Linked DNA regions of Mus musculus: region 1 is linked to region 2. The links are chromatin contacts, called in public Hi-C maps. All regions are on one chromosome and are shown on one strand. Each heading gives the region's core, a stretch centred on a gene start, on an enhancer-like site or on the middle of the called end of the contact. The rest is flanking DNA. Distances are from core to core; before and after follow the strand shown.

Region 1 (4,706 bases), core at 362-2,861, 330 kb after region 2:
GTATATATGTATATATATGTATATATGTGTATATATATGTATATATGTGTACATATATGTTGGAACAAGTAAATTCTAGACAAGTAATAGAATATATGTGAGATAAAAGCAGAAGAGAGGACTATTCTTCAGGGAGTAAGGGGACCCACAATAAGGGGAGAAAGGCAAGATGAGGGGAGAGGAAGGCAAAAAAAATACATGTATATCCGTTTATTATAGTCTAACTGTGGCTGTTTGAATAAGGATGGCCCCATAGCCTCACATGTGTGAATACTAGGTTCTCAATTGGCTGAAAGGTTTAGAAAGAATCAGGAGGTGTGGTCTTGTTGGAGGAGGTGTGTCACGGAGGCGGGCTTTGAGGTTTCAAATGATTTTGTGGACTGGGATGTGGGCTCTCAGCTGCTGCTCCAGTGTCCTGCTTGCTTCCATGCTGCTATACTCCCTGCCGTGAAGCTAACAGCTCCACCTCCACCTCCCAATTCTGCAAGCATAAACCGCAAGCAAGCCCTTCCTTCTCTAGTTGCCTTGTTCATAGTATTTTATCACAGCAATAGAAAAAAAATAGTAACACACTAACCAAAAGGCTAAAACAAGAACATACCTTCCCATCTCACAGAGAAGAAAACAGACAATAATGAAAAAGACTTAACTGGTGTTCTATACAAGCAAGTTCTCCTGCATTTGCAAAAACAAAGGTATCTCAAGAAACGATAAGAGACCTTGCCTAGAAAGACAGGCAATCATGAGGAAGGTGAAGGATGGACGGGAAAGGAGCATGCTAGTTAATGAAGAAAGCCCTAGAGCTGCGGTCTCTCCCCGTTGTAGCTGCTTTACAGATACTGGAGGGCAAGACATCGTCCATAAATTATACTCTGACCCCATTTTCTAAATTTCATTAAAAAACATTTTTTCCCTCTTTTATCTGAACATTCTCTTTCGACTTTCACAAAGACACTCCTGGGTCTGTGTTATTACCCAATAAGTTACCTGCTCCTGTGCGCGGTGACTGTAATCAAGCCTGTGCGGCTACTCTAACAATGCACCTAAGTGGGCCACAGACCTCGCTTGCTCGCCCTGTTGTGTCATTTCACTTAATTAATAAGCAGAACGAAGATTTCAGAAAAGGAGGAAATTTGATTACACAGCATTGTAATGGCACTCGAGTCTACAGTGAAGATGGAGTGGGGTCTGCCCCCTTAAAATTTCCATTTGCTTTACCATTGTACAGTGGAAATGTCAGCGTAGCTCCACTCCACAGCCCCTCCCAGGTGGCCTTTAGCCGCGTCTCTCGGTAATACTAAACCATTAGTCATGCCCGGGTCAGTGATGTGTCAATAACAGAATAATTATTAAAGGAAGCCTTAAGAGGAAGGACAGCAGCCTCAGTTTCAGAACTAGATAGACCACCCAGTCATGGCTGGTTGATTAAATGAATGGATGCTGAATAAAATGTCCCCTTTACATCTGGAGACCTAAGGACTGCTGATCCCATTATTCCAGGGTTTGTTTGTAGCTGCTAAACACCTTTTCAGACCAATAAGCCGCGCGGCTTTTACTCCTGATGATTGCAGCCCGCCCTTCCCAAGTAGAACAAATTTACCGGAGTTAATGGCTCTGCCGTTTTAAAGGAAGTCAGTCAGCGGAGCAATTCAGAGCGATTGAATCTTTGCAGAATGCAAGGTGCAGAGAAGACATGGACTTGAGAGCCTGAAATTGGGGATGCTCGCATCTTGGGCTAGACCTCTGAGAGAACCCAGCGAAATGCTAAGGAGAAACTCCGAGGGGGTGTTTCTGAAAGCCCTAAGCATTAAAATGAGGAACAGGGAAGAGAGGCGAGTATGCGCAGGACTCCCTGTGAGCATGGAGTCCCGCACCCAGGGCCAAGAAATTGTCACTCCAAGAGCAAGGCCTTCAGCAGAGCCCTTCTCAGGCCGTTCAGAGGAAGAACAACTCGGTTGACCTCTTTGATCTGAGACTTCCGGTCTTCAGACTTCAGAGAGAATGACTCTGGGCGGATTAGGCCATTTTCTTTTGTGGGTTTTATCATGACAATCCTAGCAGGCATGTGGGAAGCTCTAACCGCAATGTTTGCTGGTTGAGTAATCTTAGGCACGTTATTTAAACTTATGACCATTTACTTCTTGAAAAATGAGAACAAAAATGTATTGTTTATTATAGGAATCACATATTTATTATGGGAATTAAATCTGTATGTAAAGAATGGGCTTCAAATTCTAATAGAAGCCCAAAGGAGAGGGCTGGGCCAGGAAATGTAGGGGGATGTTCAGCAAGCCCTTTAGACAGTTTTCATCAAAAGCAACAATAAAATAGCATTTCTAATACTTCCTTTATGTGCATTGTGATTAGAATAAACCTTGTTGCCTTTCATCTCTCAAATTCAGTTGTGGCATAATTACATTTCAGACCAATAAATAAGTAAATAAATATCTAAGAAACAAATGTCTTTAAAGGGCAATTCCTTGATCTATACCATTGATGATGATATGCTGAAAAATGATACTTCCTGTCATGTTCTTCCTCCAATCATACAGCCTCCAGGTTAATCATAAGGAAAACATTGAATTTCCATGAAAGATTATCCTACAAAGTATCTCACTAGTGCCCTTAAAATTGGCAAGGTCACAAACAATAAGGAAAGCCTGAGTAACTGCCCCAGCCAAGCAGAAACCAGACCTATTGAGAACAACTGTAACAGAGATACACAAGTCCCCAGGAGAAGAGCCTAGAATACAAAGAAGGTCTGAAATAGAAACTACGGAAGTCTGAATTACTGGATGTTAATAATACACAGCATTGCTCCAGTAATGTTAACAAATGTGCCACACTAATGGTAAAGTGTTAACGACAGAGAAATCAGTAACTGGAGACTAGAGACAGGGAACCATCTTCTCATTATCCTGTAAGTCCAAAGCTAATCTGAAACACAAAGTCTTCTGAGGCTTGAGAGAGATGGCCTGTGTGGAAGCACCGGCCATGGAAATGTGGGGACCTGACTGTGGATCCCTGGGACCCATGCAATGTTCAGAGCATCAGTATTTTTATCCCAGTGCTACATTAGGGGAGATGGAAGGCAGAGCCAGAAACTCACCAGCCACTAGCCTGGCATACACAGCAGACAAACAAGAAAGATGCTGTCCCAAGCAACGTAGAAAACAAAGACTGATGCACTAAGGTTGGTCTCTGACCTCTACATGCTTGCATACCTTGGCACATGGGTACCCACATTCACATATAAGAATGCACACACATGTGTACATACACTTCATGTATACATGCCATTTACACAGTAAATAAATACATAAAATTAATTTTAAAAAGCCCAAATTTTCTGAAGAGTATTAGAGAAATTAAATACGTGACTCAAAAATACTTTATTCTAATGCTTTTTCCTCTTCACTGGAGGTGCTGCACCCATTGCACTATCACACCTCTACACACAAGTTCATATGTACACACACATACTCACACACACAATCACACACACAAGAACCGCCTTCTAGCCTCATTGATAGGGTGCCCTCCCCCACTGTCTCCGCACTTGACCCCAAGCCCTCCTTGACAAACGTCACTAACAACTACCAATCAGAGTAGTTTTCAACACCCAAATAACTCAAAAGTTCTTCCTTTGCTGCCCATAGAATAGCAGCATAAGACTCCCCTGAAGCAAGTATCCCTTCTCCAGCTCTGTTAGCATTGTCATAAGCAATCCTAGTAGGGAATTTATAATAGATAAAATTATCAGCCCCAATACATTATGACTATTTCAGAAATCAAAGTGTGTGTGCGTGTGTGTGTGTTCATTCTCTTGGTACTTAGATTTATACATTTATTTAATTTTAATCACAGTGGGCCATTGAGATGGTTCAGTAGACAAAGACACTTGCTGTCAACCCTGGCAATCTGAGTTCAATCCCTGGGACCTACATAGTAGAAAGAGAGAACCAAGTTCCTCAAGTTTTTTTTTAATCTCCACACACTTACCATAGCACAGTGGTGCATACATACTCTCTCACACACACAAATAAATGTAATAATTCTTTAAATGGCATTTGGGCCGGGCAGAGAGGCCAGTTGATAAAATGCTTGCCTTAAAAAGCCTGAGGTCCTGAGTTTGATCTCAAGAGCCTGCCTTTTAAAAAGTCAAGGTGGTATGTGTTTGCAATCCCAGTGTTGGGGAGAGAAAGACAAGCAAATCCCCAAAACTTGCTGATGAACTGGTTAGCCCACTTAGAAAGTGCTAGGTCACTGAGAAATCCTGTTTCAAAAAAGACAAAAAGGAGGAGGAAGAGGAAGACTATGAAGATAACGATGATGACAACACATGAGGAGTGAGACCCAAGACTGTTCTCTGGCTTCCAAATGATGGATGTATATACACATAAGCACAGACACACACACACATAAGCACACATACATACAAACCCACAAGCACACATACACACACACACACACACAGTGGCAATCTCAATACTACCTTCAAAACTTACACTATTTTGATGAATTACAAAGCACACAAAACTATGAATAGTAATGTTCAGACATGCCTGGATATGTAATGTGATAAAAATTGATTTTTTGAAAAGATAGAACAAGTAAGGAATGAACTCAAAATGTGTAAGCACTCATCTCCTGGAAAGCAGACGGGGTAGAAAGAAAGAGCACAATGCCTTTCAGTGGATGAGTGT
Region 2 (4,670 bases), core at 637-3,136:
ATCACCACCTAAAATGAAAAAGGGAAGCCATTCAAAGAGAAGTCCAATGAAACAGAAGTGCCTGAGACTTTAATTATTACTAAAAAACGAAAAAAGAAGACTAGCAAATGAAGGAAACAGAAGGCTCTGAGGCATGGTCTGAAAGACAAAGGAAATGGGGGTTGGGGTGGTAAGCGAAGTCCTAACACTCAGAGCCTCACCTCAGCTGCAATTATCACGGGCATATTCTGCCCTGACAGGGGAGACACAGGCTTGATACAAAAGGGCTTTTTTCATTTTTGCTTCCTAGAGTTTGTGAATAACTGGCTGTCCAGGTGTCAATTACTCTGCTTCCTCCAAACACGATTCCCCACTCCCTCTCACAGCACAAGCACTTAAGCAATAAAACCCCACTGGGTCCTCTGCAGCTCTCTTCTGCCTCCATCTTGCAAGGCTGGCCTTGGAGGTCTAGAGTTAGGAGGTGGGAAATGGCAAAAGAAAGGCTGAGGGGTAACGAGAAATTTCCACTTCAGAATTGAGCAGCCCTCCAGCCTCACCCGGGACTAAAACAAAGTCCCTTACTGCCTTGCTCGGTGAGCCTGTCAATCAAAGACCCAGACAAAGGGCCACGTGCTCCCTTAAGCCATTTCAGATCGGCTAGAATACCTAATGGTGGGCACATGAAAAGTCCCTAAGCAAGAGGGACACCCTGACCTACAGGAAGGTGGAATCTGACTTGAGGGCCTCCAGAAGGGCACTCACTGTAGAGTGACAGTAACTCCTTTCACTTAATGCTCTCTCCAAGAGAGCCAGAGTCCATCAACAAGGACTTATCAAACTGAACAAAAGCCAGGAGTTACATCTGTGTTGTGGAGTAGCCCAAGGCAGCATGCTTTCATAAAGACTAGACTAATTCCCCTTTCCCCTCTTAAGATACTAGCATATAAGGACAGCTCCCATCATCAGTGACAAAGAGCCTAGTGTGAATTAGTGTGCTCAGATTATGTTCCTATAAGCATATTTTAATAGCATACATAGGTCACGTCTGTCAATTCAAGAAGTTGAAGGAACATTGGAAGGAATATAAAAGTTACAGCAGCGGAGGACCACGCACCTGTGCCAAATGGATTTATCTAACTCTGATACTTTGCAGTGGTTTGGAGTAAGAGCCAATCGTGGAAAGCCCCTAAAAGAAGGCATGGTTTCATTGGGAAAGGCAGCCAAAATAGAAATATAAAGGTGTAGAACTCACTCAGATTCTCACACTGCACCCCCTTTCCAGGCTTTTCTCTGGAGGGACATCATCAGAGTTAGCACCTTAGACAAAGCAACGTGGAATGTTGTTGCTTCCAAGTGTTTGGCTCACAGAATGGGCTGTTGGTGTTCTCCTAGGCTGTCCAGCCTCATCCTGTTCTTGCCCAGTTGTTTCAAGAGGGAGCAGCACAGATCTAGAACTTTAACTGGGTCTTTCTATGGCTTCTCATCAGTGTTAGAGGAAATGTGTATGTGCACGCACACACACACACAGACACACACACACACACACACACACACAACTACATTCACATGCATATACAAACACACACAGGTCACAAAATACCATTCCCAGTCGCAACTATCTTCCTCCTCAAGCTTGAATCTCACCATACTCCCTTCCTACCCTTGAACCTGAACTTAGCCCTACAAATCTCCTCCATCCTACCACAAACCCGGTTAAAGCCTCTGAGATTTGCCTGTCCAACCAAACATAATTTCTTTTAGAAAGCTAATCTGACACCCCCACCCCCACCCCCCACCCCCCACCCTGCCCAGTCTAGCTCCCTTCCTGCCATGTGTCAACACTGTTCTGCAGTCTATGGTGACTATGCTGGCAGGTGAGTCACAATCCTGGCACTTGGGGAACACCCAGTTTGGTGGGAAAAGACACCAACCCAGCAAGCATGGACTTATACAAGCGTGATGATCAAACATGGAGGCAGAGACTTTGATGGAATTAAATTGTGAGCTGGCAAATACCACAGGCAGTGAGGGGCAGGGAAGAGCAGTGAGTAGCATAGGTATGTATCCTGCTTATGGGAATGGTCAGAAACTATGACATCCTTCCCACCTATGTTCTGTACCCTGTCACAGGCAACAATGTGTGTACATTTGTATCTTTCAGGTGGGATTATAATTCTGTTCCCTCATGTCCCTCCACCCCTCACTACTTAACTTGGTGCCTAGAATATGTTGCTTGAGAAGTATTTGTTTGGTAAATATTCCAATGATTAAAAGGAGAAAGGGCTGAGTTTAAAAATCATCACAGTGGTCAAGTTAGAGCTCATGATGAGAGATGATGGTTTAAGGGATGGAACGTGAGGCTGGATGTGAGAGGTGGTACTACAGAGATCAAAGAAGCTGGTGATTAACTGAAAAGGGGGCGGGGACTCAAAAGAGAGGAACCTCCCCTCGTGGCTTTGAATGTAGATTGCAGGGAAACTTGGAGAACAACAACCACTCATTAAGACCCTTCTGGGCCCCCAGACAGGTAACATTAGACTGCTCCTTGCTGGTATGCTGGATGACTAAATATAACCAAAGAAATGTAGACACAATGCTGTGTGTCACTGTCCAACCTGGCCTGTGTACATCTCCAGTCAGGATTCTCAGTGCACTGTTTCCTCTTGCCCTTGGGATGTCAACACCTGAGGCTTCTTTGGATGTCATGGATTAAAAATGGAAGGATCTTCATGACCTGGTCATGATCTGGGCCCCGAATGGGATCCAGTGCCGAACCTGCTCTTCCCTAAACCCTGAACATCAGAAAAGACCTGGAGTTGCTTCAAGATTGAGAAGGGAAAAAGATTTGGGAATTTAAGGAAGAAAATAATGGCTTGGGTTTTGGGGTTGGGAAAAGTGATTAATTTAATCTTTGTAAGGTAGAAGGTGTAGTTTTAAAGAAGAAAGAACAGAGGAAGTAGGAAAAACTCGTCCAGACTGGGGATGAGGTGGACAGACAGAGGTGTCATTTGTAGCCCAAGTGAGAAAGTGGTGGGAGTAGATGGAACTGACAGTAGATCCGGCCAGTGGGAAAAGCTACAGATCACAACATCTGGAGAGCAGGAAGAGGAATAGATCCAAAAGAGCAGTGGAGCTGTGAGAGAAGACCAACATGGCAGGCAGCAAGAGACCAGGAATTCAACATCTCCCATCCCATGGCAAGGTCAGGAGGAACAGAATACTGTGAGAATGTTGGTGGTGCTGAGGCCAGGATAAGAGTAGAAGTCAGAGTGTACCTGATGTCATGGAAACACAGGGAAGCAATGTGAATAGAAGCCTTCGAGTGACCTTCCAAAGGTTACTGAACCAGAAAGCTGAAAATGCTTCTCTCATGTGGGTCTGAAGGGTGGGTGTCTATGGGATGACCCTGGAGGAGCATTTGAACAGTTTAAAAGATGTGGCTAGGAACACATCTCCTCAGCAGAGGGTCCCTTCTCAGAGGAGACATCATTGAATGAAAGCATAAGTGCTTTGACTCCATAAAGGGTCAAGATGTAGAAAGAAAGGAAAGGTTCCAGGCGGAGGTGGCAAAAGTTTGTCCCCACAAGGACCAGTTCTGCCATTTGGGCAATCTACTTGCAAGATATCCTATCAGCCTGTAGTTCTCATTCTGTTTTGAAACTTCTGTTCATTTTAAAATTTCATGTCTCCAGTTCTACCTACTTCTGCCCAGCAAGTCTTAAGACTGTACGTGGTGCCATCTGCTTAGGACCCAGGTGGTACTTGAAATAGGTGTGATAATCAAATGAAAGCCAGAGAAAGATGCACCCTTTTCCCCCATTGAGATAGGACTTAAAAGGGTCCTGGACTGGGAGGCAAGCTGCTTCTCTTGAGTTGTAAATTCGCAGACCTCTGGACCACCATGGTGGGGAAGGAAGATCTACATTTTGGCCCTAGTACAGACCCTGAAAGATAACAGAAGCACATTAAATGTCAGCAGCTCTCCTTGATATCAACATTAACTGTTTCCCCATGGAGGGGACTTGTTCATCCCCAAAAGCATTACTGTTGACTCTAAAGCCAAAGAGGCATCTATGATTCCAGCTAAAAGCCAGGACTCCTGACAGGAATCCTTGAGGGATCAGGATGGAAAGGGGGGCAAGATGACCACTAAGCCTGGGATTCCCCAAAACCAGGGTCACCTTTGCACTTTAATCATTTCTCCAGGTGAGGTGGCACCCTTCAGTTGGACCCAGTAAGATTGGAAGAAACGATCAAGCATACATGCAGCCTCAAACTTACATTCTATTCTTGCATTACACTACCCATGGTTTCTAAAAAGTATTACCTTTGTAACTCAGCTACCTTTATTGTGATATTAAACTGTACTGCAATTTATGCCCAGTGTGATTAAGCTGACGGTAGGCACAGGTTACAAAATGTGCTTACCTATTTGTGTAATGTTAAAGCTCTCTGTTCACTTTCTGCTTTTTAATTATGCAGCAGCCCCAATCCATAAGAAATGAGGTTGCCTGGCCCTCTGACCTTTCTGGGCTTAGTGATTTTTAAGCACAAGAGCATGTTTGAATTACCAGCAGAATCTTGGGAAAGAAAGCTCAACCTGACCCAAGATTATTATTCTGGAAGTCTGGGGTATATTTGGGACCCATGTCTATGCTGAAATGCCCTGGGGTGTTCTGGCTCATGGTTCT

What was found. A called contact is a pair of places that touch in the nucleus more often than the background predicts.
Region 1: a contact with region 2 is called in a Hi-C map of pancreatic cancer cells. The contact joins two enhancer-like sites. A contact is called at or near these places in 1 of 484 Hi-C or Micro-C datasets (pancreatic cancer cells) and 1 of 115 datasets of contacts at active chromatin or transcription factors (embryonic stem cells).

What each region holds. Positions count from the first base shown.
Region 1 is chr1:64,336,795-64,341,500 of GRCm38.p6, forward strand. No RefSeq gene overlaps it. Among named protein-coding and RNA genes, the nearest start is that of Gm35803, 60 kb to the left of the region's middle. Within about 2 kb of position 1,612, at least 50 of the 459 cell types and tissues checked have an H3K27ac peak or open chromatin away from gene starts, as enhancers often do. A contact at or near this core is called in pancreatic cancer cells, where this site is marked.
Region 2 is chr1:64,003,520-64,008,189 of GRCm38.p6, forward strand. No RefSeq gene overlaps it. Among named protein-coding and RNA genes, the nearest start is that of Mir6899, 37 kb to the right of the region's middle. Within about 2 kb of position 1,887, at least 29 of the 459 cell types and tissues checked have an H3K27ac peak or open chromatin away from gene starts, as enhancers often do. A contact at or near this core is called in pancreatic cancer cells, where this site is marked.